Linked DNA regions of Mus musculus: regions 2 and 3 are each linked to region 1. A link is a contact called in public ChIA-PET and HiChIP or PLAC-seq data. All regions are on one chromosome and are shown on one strand. The core of a region is the stretch at or near the end of the contact, and the rest is flanking DNA. Distances in the headings are between cores, read along the strand shown. Region 1 holds the start of Virma (vir like m6A methyltransferase associated). Region 2 holds the start of Trp53inp1 (transformation related protein 53 inducible nuclear protein 1). Region 3 overlaps Ints8 (integrator complex subunit 8).

Region 1 (3,579 bases), core at 555-3,054:
AGATAAAGTCAAATGGGATTTTTTTTTTCTAAACCTTCAACCACTCCCGGAGAGTATTTTTTTAACCTGCTCTGTTTTCCTAGGATCCTTAATTTTTGTCTAAGAACGAAGGATAGAAAAGCCTGAAAGAATGACAAATTGCTTGGTAGACTAGTACTAGGTATGTATGCTTCTTCCAAAAAAAATTGTTTTAAGACAGACTCTTACTATGTAACCCTGACTGTCCTGGAACTTGCTATGAGAGTTCACTGGCCTCAAACTCACAAAGATCTGCCTACCTGGGCTTCCCAAGTACTGGGATAAAAAACATTAATGCCATGCCTGGTTCTTTCTTTAAATTTTATTGTTCTCTACTTCCATAAAGATGTTTGTTCTGGTAACAATTTTGCGTTTGGCAGCCATTTTGCGTTTTCTCAAGTCTGGCTGGAATTACATAGCCCAGCAGTCACTCATTCATTTATTCAAGAAAATGCAGCCGTACTCATTTCATTACTTCATAAGAGAACATTTTAAATCTCTTCTCATTCAGATGCTTATGTTTTCCTAGGTACGGTCTAAACCCAGGACATACAACCGAGAAAGAATAGGAGACACTCTACCCTACTTTCATGTTGTCATATTAAGAGTACAGTAGGGTTGGAGAGATGGCTCAGCGGTTAAGAGCACTGACTGCTCTTCCAGGGGTCCTGAGTTCAAGTCCCAGCAACCTCATGATGGCTCACAAGGAATCTGATGCCCTCTTCTGGTGTGTCTTAAGACAGCGACAGCGTACCCACATACATAAAATAAATAAATCTTAAAAAAAAAAAAAAAAAAGAATACAGTCTTCATAGAAACAAGACAATCCCCAAAGAATGACTCTCGAAATGATTAGGTTTCCGGTGAAACAAACAAATATGAGGCTTGTTCATTTACTCTCTCTTCCTCGCAGCCGAATTTCTCTGTGGACTTCGTTATAGTTCATTTTTGCGAATCTTCGTTAATTCGCTACATTCAGTACATTCAACTTAAGAATTCCAAGGCCTTTCAGGGACGCTAAAGTAATTCTGTACACAAAACTACGCAACACCCCACCTTCGTCCCCTGAAAACAACAGACTTGCTTTCTAATGACAGTCTTTAGTCCTTCAATACTGCATGATTCGCAAGTGTCCTCCACGCAAAGGAGATTCTCGTAGATCTGTCATGTCCTAATAGGTGAATTCCTTCCCAAACTATTGAAGTGCTATGACAAATTGAGCAATGAGACCGCCGTTAGAAGAGAGATAGAAGAGGACTTAGGATCCTGGATAGTCCGTACCCTGAGGGCATCCAGAACCCGACACTACTGTCAAAAACCAGATGCCCAAGCTCACGCCTGCATCCCACCCGAAGTACACCTGAGACCAAGGACCCTCCGCAGGACTCAACGCTGACAGGACAAACTGTCAGCAGCGCGACTGACTCGACTGAAGCCGCGGGCCCCAAATCAAAGCCGAGAAAGGCAGGGCCGCCGCCCAGGGCCACCGGGCTCGCACCGGGCTGGGGGAGGGGGTGTGGACCAGAGGACCCCCGCGCGCGCGCGACTGAGGGAGGACACCGCCCGGACGGCCCCCGACTCCGCAGCAGGGGTACCGGAACTGAGGGGCCGTGTCGAAATCGGGTCGCGAGGCCTTACCTCAGCGCTCGGATGTTTAAAAGTATCTAAAAATAGCAGCTCCATAGACGAGTCCACCGCCATGTCTGCCGCGGGCGGGGGACCGGGAGATGACTTCCGGGGCAGCTCTCCAACCTCCCAGGCCGAGGCTCCAGCTAGGGGGAAAACTGCAGTACTTCCGGTAAACAGGACGCTGTCGTCTCAAGCCTCCACCAATCCCATCGCAGCTTGCTGACTTAAGCCGTAAGCCCCGCCTCCTCCAGCGCGGCGGAGGGCGCCTTCTGCGAGCCCAAAGGGGCAGGGAAAAAAAAAAAAAAAGAGGGGCGGGGACTACGGTGTTTGCAGTGGTCCAAATCCCGTGGTTCTCCGGAGTAGCGGAGCCACGACGCCTGCGAGAGGCGATGAGTTCTAGAAGATAGGAAAGTGTGCCAAATCTAGACACACGGCACCGTATGCCTCCCACGAGGCATGCTCTCCAAACAAAACCATGCAATGAGGGAATCTGAAAAGACACTGTTTTCAAAGAGAAGAAAAGAGCACACACAAGGCCAGCCAGGAGTTGAATCCCAGCTTGAGCTACATGAGACCGTGTCTCAAAAAATGAGGGAAAGGGAGAAAGAGGGAGGGAGACAACTTGTCTCAGCAAACGAAAGGAAAATTTTCTCGTTTATGAAAATGTTAAATATGATGAATAATCCCACGAGCTGATTATGAGGATTAATTCTTATAAGGTTCAAAAAGGTATATAAATGAAACGTCACGAATATAAGAGAGAGCACAAAGTCTATTTCTGGCTGACAAGCAGTCTGCCAATTCCAGCATTTAAAGGACAAAGGAAGAGTTTGAGCTTCAGACCAGCCTAGACTACTACTCCGTGAGACCCTGCCTCAAAATAAAAAGTGTGTTTGTTTTAATTTTATGAATAGTTTCTCTGTCAAGTGCTGGACACTTGAAACTATACATAGTCCTAGGGAGTGTTAAGAAGGAATTTTTCTCTATTCTGGTCCTCTCAGGAACCACCCATCAAGACACAAAGTTGTAGCAAAACAAAAGCAGATCAGCAAAAGTAGGAACAGGCCATCAGGGAGAGAGTGGGGTGGATCAGCTCAGTGCCTAGGCTATCTCCCTCTCAGGGTTTATATAACTGTCTCTTTGTCGTGCTCTGCTGAGGAGGCTTAAAATGTCTCCATTCTCCTGTATGTTTGCCAGAATTGCTTTCAACTAGACACTGTCTATTCATTTGTTAGATTTGTTCAAGGTCTTGTATTTGATCTCATGACCTTCCCTTAGGACATTTTCTTCTTTTTAAAATTGAGGTTTCGGGGGCTGGTGAGATGGCTCAGTGGGTAAGAGCACCCGACTGTTCTTCCAAAGGTCCAGAGTTCAAATACCAGCAACCACATGGTGGCTCACAACCATCCATAACGAGATCTGACGCCCTCTTCTGGAGTGTCTGAAGACAGCTACGGTGTACTTACATATAATCAATAAATAAATCTTTAAAAAAATAAAAAAAATAAAAAAAAAATAAAATTGAGGTTTCACACTGAAGGCTGAGGCCAGGATTTTACAATAGACTGGCAGGCTATCTAAACAAGGAACAGGACTCAAGCTGTCTGTGGGATTCCCCTTTTACCGACGTTTTTCATGTCTATCTTCTGCTTAACAAGACTATGTGGGGAGGGAACAGCAAGTAAACGTGCATATTCTTCTCCCTCAGCTAGGAAAAACAAAAAACAAAACCAAAGAAATACCTTTAAGTCTAAAAGTCCACTCATACTCTTGTTTTTCTCCAGTTCTGGAAATCAAACCTAGGATCTTGAGGTTAGGCAAGTACTCTAAAAGGATCTATATCCCTAACCCACAATTTTTTTAAGCCAGTTAAGTAGCCCAAGCTGATGTGAAAATTGTACATCTCCTATTTCCACCTCCCAACGTTGGGAT
Region 2 (3,579 bases), core at 759-3,258, 330 kb after region 1:
CAGCAAGTGAGCTGGTGTCTTGAGGCAGCAGTAGGGCAGGAATCCTTTCAACCTGGTGCCTTCCTTGCTTTTCCCTGCACATGACCTCAGGCTCCTTCCAGCCTGATTCTAAAAACTTCAGAGACTAGCACTTTTCAGTGGCTTTGGCTGCCAGCAGGAGGCTCCAAAAACATCTTTTAAAATTAAAAACAACAACAAAAGCACCCACAACTTTGATGAATGCAGTTTTGAAATACCAGCTGGCTAAACATACTGATGAAAAGCAACCTTAAAACGATTACTTGTGGGGCTGGAAAGCTGGCTCAGTGGTTAAGAGTGCCGACTGCTCTTCTGAAAGTCCTGAGTTCAAATCCCAGCAACCACATGGTGGCTCACAACCATCCATAATGAGATCTGATGCCCACTTCTGGTGCATCTGAAGACAGCTACAGTGTACTTGGATATAATAATAAATAAATTAAAACAAAACAAACAAACAAAAATGATTTCTTATGGGCCAGAAAGATAACTCAACATGGCAACGTGTATGGTGGCAAGCCTGATGGCTTGAGTGTGATCCCCAGAATATACATGGTGGAAGAAGAGAACCTAGCAGTTCAAAAAAACAAAGATGCTAATAAAAAGGTTTGTTCTTTTAGTCAGAAACAAGGGATGGCCTTGAACTGATTCTCCCACTGCCACCTGTTTAGTACTTGGTGGCATGGGCCACCTTTGATTCAAGTAATTTAAAAATCAATTTTGAACTACAAAAATACCAAGCCAAAAGAGTTGCCTGTGCTCCTTACACCTCTGTCTATTTAGCTAATTTACAAGGACTTACCACATCCTGTTCAGAAGTCTGAAAACAGTGAACAGAGAGCGGTTAGGTTGGTAATTCACTGCTTTGTTAACCTTAACTTTTGAAAGCAGTCGTTTCCATGAGAAATACACTAGGGAGCAGAAAGGAGTAAAAGACAAGATGAAAAACAAAAGAGACACTGGTCACAAAAATTAGTAGGCCATGGTTTCCAGCAAGGACTTTGAAAATTATAGTGGCTGAGGCTTGTACAAGCTGCCTAGTGTTTTCACACCTTACAATCACCACCAAAGATGTGATTTTTAAGATCTTGGGGGCATAGCCGGGCGTGGTGGTGCACGCCTTTAATCCCAGCACTTGGGAGGCAGAAGCAGGCAGATTTCTGAGTTCGAGGCCAGCCTGGTGTACAAAGTGAGTTCCAGGACAACCAGGGCTATACAGAGAAACCCTGTCTCGAATAAAACCAAAGGGGGGGGGGGGGGAGAAAGATCTTGGGGCATTTGTAATGATGTCGGTCCGAAGACCCAAGCTCAAAACTACTCAGCATTCTGAAAGAGCTCTTTCAGCCAGGAACTCCTTTAGTCTTTAAGGAGTTAACAGGTGGAAAGGGGTTCCCCGTTAATCTGCTCTGAACTTTTACACGGAGTAAACACACCGTGAAAGTGGAAGCAAAATGAAGGAATTGCACGTGAAATCCCTCTGCAAATAGTAAACACCGCTTCCTTTTAGTTAGCTGTGTGGCCTTAAAATTACTTTCTGTGCCTCCAAGTTTCCTCCGCTTAAATAAGCAATGTTGGGGCCTCGCAGGGCGGTCGCGACTGAAACGAAGTATTTAGAACCCACAGCAGTCTCTAGCACACCCCAAGTGCCAGCGACCAAACTGATGAGGACGGAAGCGACGGGAAGTGCTCTCCCCACAGGTGCAGGCTCGGTGATGCGCGAGGTCAGGAGGGGTCGGGCGGGTCTCCGGGTAACGGAGCAGGTTTCCCGTCACCCGCAGGTTCTCGGTGTCGCCGTGCTCGTCACGGCAGGGAGAGAGTCCGGCATGAAAGCCAGAGAGCGGGCAACCAACCGCCGCCCTCCCGCCTGTGTAGCCCGCACTTACGTGAGCCGAGCAGAGCTGCGGGTGCTGAGGTAGCTGCGGCAGGCCGGGCTCCTGCGCTGCGGTCGCTGCCCTGGCCGCCGCCGGCCCGTCCGGGTCCTTTTGTTGTTGTGCAGCTCTGGGAACAGCTGATCGGCTTCCCAGCCCCGCCCCGAGCCGCGCCAGCCGCAGGCCGACCAATCGGCTGCGCGGGGGCCTCCGGGGCCGCCCTGCGAGAGGTTGTCACTAACGCACGTGACCTGGCACTGGGCCGGCGGCGCGCCCGGGGCAGAAACAAGCCCGGGCAACAAAGCGGGAGCCGGAGAACACTCCGGGTGAGCGGGAGGAGGGGGAAGAACAGCGGCCCGGGACTGGCCGTGGTGGGAGCCGGCGGGACCGAGAGGAGAAGAGCCCGACCCCCGGAGCCGCTTCGGCTGAGTGAGGAGCCCAGAGTGTGGGTACAAGGCACTCAGCCCCCTTTTGCTGAGGGGCTGGTTAGGGATAGTAGTTGCTCCTCTGGTCAGTGTGGAGAGAAACCAATAGTCGCGATGCTGAAGGCAACCCACCGCTGGACATTGTTTTAAAAGAAGTCAGGGCCCCAAATACATGGGATGCCTGTGTCCCACTCATTCCTCACCCCTTAGACAGTAAGCCGGGGCCTAGTCTGCCTTATGAACTTGAACAGGAAGCTCTCAGGTCTTGCCCCCCAAGAGTCTGCTCTAGAAAGACAAAAGTCGGGCAGAGGAGGCCAGAACTCGGCCTAAAGGGCCTTAACTTCCGAAAAGAGGAACCCCGAGTGAAGAATTACCTCTGTTTCTTCCCAGGGGTCTGCATCTAAAGCCTTATAAGAACTGAGGAGGTTATGACCTTTTTTACAAAATGTAAACATTCACAGGACGCCTAGGTCCTCACCAGCTATTTATAGTGAGAAGAAAATGAGACACTACATTTATAAAGAGAGTCTAATCCAAAGCTCTACTGCACATACATTGGGGGATTAACTAGGAGTGACAGGAGTCATGTTGGTCCTGTCAGTTATATGGATTCTGTGGGGCTGAGATGTAATCTTCTGGCCTTGGTAGTCTCAAGAGACTCCTAGGTCTCGGATAGACCATCGAGTCACAGCCTGTTTGTCACCTAAGAAAACATCATCGGAAAACACAGATATTTACAATTCACAGTAGCAAATTATACTTATGAAATAGTAACAAAAACAGTTTTTATATTTGGGTCACCACAACATGAGAACTGTATTAAAGGGTCACAGCATTAACAAGGTTGAGAACCGCTGGGCTATACAGATGTGCGGACAAAGAAACAGGTTATAGATAAAGATGACAAATATCTGGCTTCTTCCTCGTCCTCTTGACATGAGACAAAGACCTTGTTTGTGTGCTTTTTCTCCTGTCAGCAGGGGTTCTCTTCTTGGTGATTGGTCCAGGCTAGTCCTGGACATGTTTTCCTGAAACTGTGGGCCCATCAGCTCCCTGTTGTTTAATTTACCAACCCCAAATTAGGAGAGGGGAACCCATTCCAGACCACAAAAAAACACTTAAAACACCGAGCCTTCCAGGGGAGAAATGGGTTTTGATCTCCAAGACCCTCTGCTCTCTGCAGGGAGTCAGAGAATTGGTCTGACACTCAGGTAATGATCAGTATGTGTTGATCATTTGACCATACATGCTTCAAGGGTGATCTGTGC
Region 3 (3,579 bases), core at 465-2,964, 260 kb after region 1:
GATTTGTTGGATATATACTTCTATGGTGGTATGCAAAAAGTGTGGGATGGGAAACCTATTTCAGGGTCAGATTCTGAGTATCTTGGGTGGAGAATGGTTCTTGTCATAAAATCATATACTTGAATAATAGCAAAGTCTTTGTTACGGTATAATATCTGTTGAACTTGTTTAGTAATTCATGTAGTTATAGGTATTTATTGTAATAAATCAACAGTAAAGAAAAAGATAATTTAGCCTCATTCTCCTAGATACAATTGTATCCTTTTTCTCAGTCCCTGTAAAGATACATAATGCTCTGGTTCAGAGGATTGACTGCCTGTTCTCTTTCTTTTATAGGACTTTCCTCACTCCAAACAGCTCTTTACAGCTTGTTTGGAGCTGGTGACAGAGTTCTCACCAAAACTCCGCCAGGTTATGCTGAATGAGATGCTGCTTTTAGATATTCGCACTCACGAGGCTGGAGTGGGGCAGTCAGGAGAGAGACCTCCTTCTGACCTTATCAGTAGGGTACGAGGATATTTGGAAATGAGGCTTCCTGGTAAGATTGGTTAACAAATCCAAATGCAAAATTTACTTAATTGTAGGGTGTGTGTTGGGTAGGGGTCTGTTGCAGTAACTTTACCTCTATAGGAAAATTTCTATCCTGGAACAATTTGGGTTTAAAAGTGAATTGAGAATATTGGTAACGGGAGAAACTTTCTTCCCTGGGGTTTCCATAATGGCTATGCAAACCAGGCGATTTAAAATTGGAAATCTGTGTGACCCAGAGCCATGCTCCTGAAGACATGGGAAACACTTTGTCTACTTCCTAGTTTCTAGTTTCTCCTGGGATTCCTGGGTTACATGGCTGTAACTGCACCTCCCTGATCTCTGCTCTTGTTTTCATGTGGCTGCTTTTTCTCTTAGAAGGAGAACGTTGATTATATTTAAGGTCTTCCTAAACCAGTATGAATTCGGTTCACTGGTTACACAAGTAGAAATCTTATTTCCTGGTATGAGTACATTCAGAAGTTTCTAAGGATTTGGGGTTGGGGTGAAATGAGTTTTTGCTGGACCACTCACCACATTGTAGAAACTACATTGTAAAATACATGTAAATTACATATAGTAAAATTACATGTTGTAATTTTATTTTCTAAGACATAGGATAGTTTATGCTGTGTTGGCTATGTTGGCTTCAAGTGATCTTTCTGCCTTTGTCCCTTGAGTATTTGGGCCACTCTGCCTGTCCTACAGTTGGGCCTCTTTCTGCCTCTCAGTCTTTTTTGTTTTTTTGGTTTTTTTCGAGACAGGGTTTCTCTGTGTAGCCCTGGCTGTCCTGGAACTCACTCTGTAGACCAGGCTGGCCTCGAACTCAGAAATCCGCCTGCCTCTGCCTCCCGAGTGCTGGGACTAAAGGCGTGCGCCACCACGCCCGGCTAGGTCTTACATTTTTATGATATCCTGTTATGAAGCTCCGGTTGGTGGTAACACGGTTTTAGTTCCAGCACTCAGGAGGCAGAAGCAGGTGAATCTCTGAGAGGTCAAGGCTGTCAGTGCCACTAGAAGAGTTGGAACTGTAGACTGTTGTCTCTGTGGGTCAGGATGTGAAAAGAAAGGTGTTTTCATTTAAAAAAGAAGCAAAAACAAAAGTCTGTCTAGTGTGTGCGTATGTGTAGGGATGCCTTTGCAGATTCAGTGAGAGAACCTGTCTGAAACAAAACAGAACAAAAGGTCGAGAGGGGCTGGTGAGATGACTCAGCAGTTCAGCACTAGCTACTCTTAGAGAGGACCTGGGGTCAGTCCCCAGCACTCACATGTGACTTACAGAAACCATTTCCAACTCCAGTTCCAGGAGAGCCAATGACCTCTTCTGGATGCAGGCACCAGATTCATTGACTTAGCATTGTGACTAAGGATGCGTTATGTTCTTACTCCTAAAGTATGGTACAATCTGATTACTGGTTTGAGCTATAAAAATTGACAACATGCGTCATTATATTTATTTAAAAGGAAACAGTGGTTAAACAAGCTTTGGTGACTTTTTTCCATGCTACTTTTGTATTTTAAATTATTTCTAGTACATTTATTTATTTATTCATTCATTCATTCTTCATAGGTAAGGTCTTCTGTAACCCACACTGCCTTTACAGTTGTTGTGTAGCCTAGGATGACTTTGAACTTCTAATCTTCCTGCCTCCCTGAGTGTTAAGATTAAAGACCTTTTGTTCCCAAGCTTGGCTTCTCAAACTGTTTCTTTCCTTGCTTTTTAGATATTCCCCTTCGTCAAGTTGTAGCTGAAGAGTGTGTTGCTTTTATGCTAAACTGGAGAGAAAATGAATATCTTACTCTGCAAGTTCCTGCATTTTTATTTCAGAATAACCCATATGTAAAGGTAATTAATGTTTAATCTAAAATGATTATCAGAGTATTGGTACTTTATATTGTTAGTACTCTATTAATGTACCCATTTCATTAGTTCCTACCACTCTGAAATTTGTCTGATTTCTGTAGTACCTCATTAATTAAGGCACACACTTGTCAGTTGGTAGAGAAGTCCATGTTTTGTACTGGGATGTAGCTTAGTTTCAAGAGCTCTTTCCTAGTGTGTATAAGAACATGAGAACCCAAGCACCCTTTGATTTGTGACAGTGTCTTAGTATATAAACCTTGCTGCCTTGAAACTCAATGATTTGTCTCCCTCAGGTTCCCAACAAATGCTGAGGGCGATGTGTATGCAGTCTCTGCCACCTCCCTTTCCCCTTCTTTTTAAAATAGAAATTGTCTATTATCTATTAAGAAAGGGAACCATCCTGAGAGTGTGGCTGGGCTAGTAGGTTGAGGGTAAAGCCTGTGTTATCTTTTAACACAATACATAATCATATAACCAAGGGAAATTTTTTAGCAGATGACTAAAATAGTCTCTTTTGAAATAATACAAGACCATCTAGCCTCCTCTGATCAGAAAGGGAGACGTTGTAATATAATGGCAACAGCATAGGCTTCACAGGCACAAGGTTCACTGACACTCTTGAGTAGACGGCTAGGGAGCAGGAGCAGAGTGCCAGCAGTATTGACCTTGTGGGACAACAACTCGGTTAGGTTTTGGTTGTTGTTGTTTTGTTTTTAAACTTTATTATACATGTATGTGTGTTTTGCTTGCATGCATGTCTGTGCCCTTCTTACATGTCTGGTGTCCTCAAAGGCCAGAAGAGACATTGGATCCCCTATACTTGAGTTGCAGAAGGTTGTGAGCAACTATGTGGGTGCTGGGAATTCACCTTGGATCCTCTGGAAGAGCAGTCAGTGCTCTTAAACTGTCTCTCCAGCCTCACTTGAGATTTTCAGTCTGACCACAAGGCCCTTTACGGTGCTTTGGTAGGTGCATGTCCTGCTAACCTCCTCTGCGGACCTCACAGTGCTCCCAGGGTGCTCCTCATGCTTCTGTGCTCTGTCTGTCCTGTCTCCTCTCCCGGCTGGAATGGCCCTCCACTCGCTTATGTGTTTCCAAATTTTCTTTTCTTCTAAATGGATGAATCACTTTCTCTTCTTGCTAGCTTTGTGCTCATCTTGATTTTGTCATAGTGTTAACATTGTTTC

The links. ChIA-PET counts read pairs in DNA pulled down with a chosen protein or histone mark. HiChIP or PLAC-seq counts read pairs in DNA pulled down with a chosen protein or histone mark.
Region 2: an RNA polymerase II ChIA-PET map of memory CD8 T cells shows a contact between it and region 1, with 78 read pairs. The contact joins the promoter of Trp53inp1 here to the promoter of Virma in region 1. A contact is called at or near these places in 1 of 39 promoter capture datasets (pre-B cells), 1 of 484 Hi-C or Micro-C datasets (CD4 T cells), 5 of 115 datasets of contacts at active chromatin or transcription factors (CD4 single positive thymocytes, the SCID.adh cell line, effector CD8 T cells and 2 more) and 2 of 9 other capture datasets (adipose tissue and pancreatic islet).
Region 3: an H3K27ac HiChIP or PLAC-seq map of embryonic stem cells shows a contact between it and region 1, with 2.4 times the contacts expected there. The contact joins the enhancer-like site here to the promoter of Virma in region 1. A contact is called at or near these places in 5 of 39 promoter capture datasets (the C10 cell line, cranial neural crest, hippocampal neurons and 2 more), 3 of 115 datasets of contacts at active chromatin or transcription factors (the SCID.adh cell line, embryonic stem cells and pro-B cells) and 2 of 9 other capture datasets (adipose tissue and liver).

Annotation. Positions count from the first base shown.
Region 1 is chr4:11,484,183-11,487,761 of GRCm38.p6, reverse strand. It overlaps Virma (vir like m6A methyltransferase associated), which reads right to left and starts at 1,804. Exons shown (of 24, transcript NM_001347055.1): 1 at 1,657-1,804. The coding sequence starts at 1,719.
Region 2 is chr4:11,154,870-11,158,448 of GRCm38.p6, reverse strand. Trp53inp1 (transformation related protein 53 inducible nuclear protein 1) reads right to left here and starts at 2,008. Exons shown (of 4, transcript NM_021897.4): 1 at 1,902-2,008.
Region 3 is chr4:11,222,561-11,226,139 of GRCm38.p6, reverse strand. Ints8 (integrator complex subunit 8) reads left to right here. Exons shown (of 27, transcript NM_001159595.1): 15 at 337-538; 16 at 2,253-2,374. Among named protein-coding and RNA genes, the nearest start is that of Ints8, 30 kb to the left of the region's middle. Within about 2 kb of position 1,714, at least 8 of the 459 cell types and tissues checked have an H3K27ac peak or open chromatin away from gene starts, as enhancers often do. A contact at or near this core is called in embryonic stem cells, where this site is marked.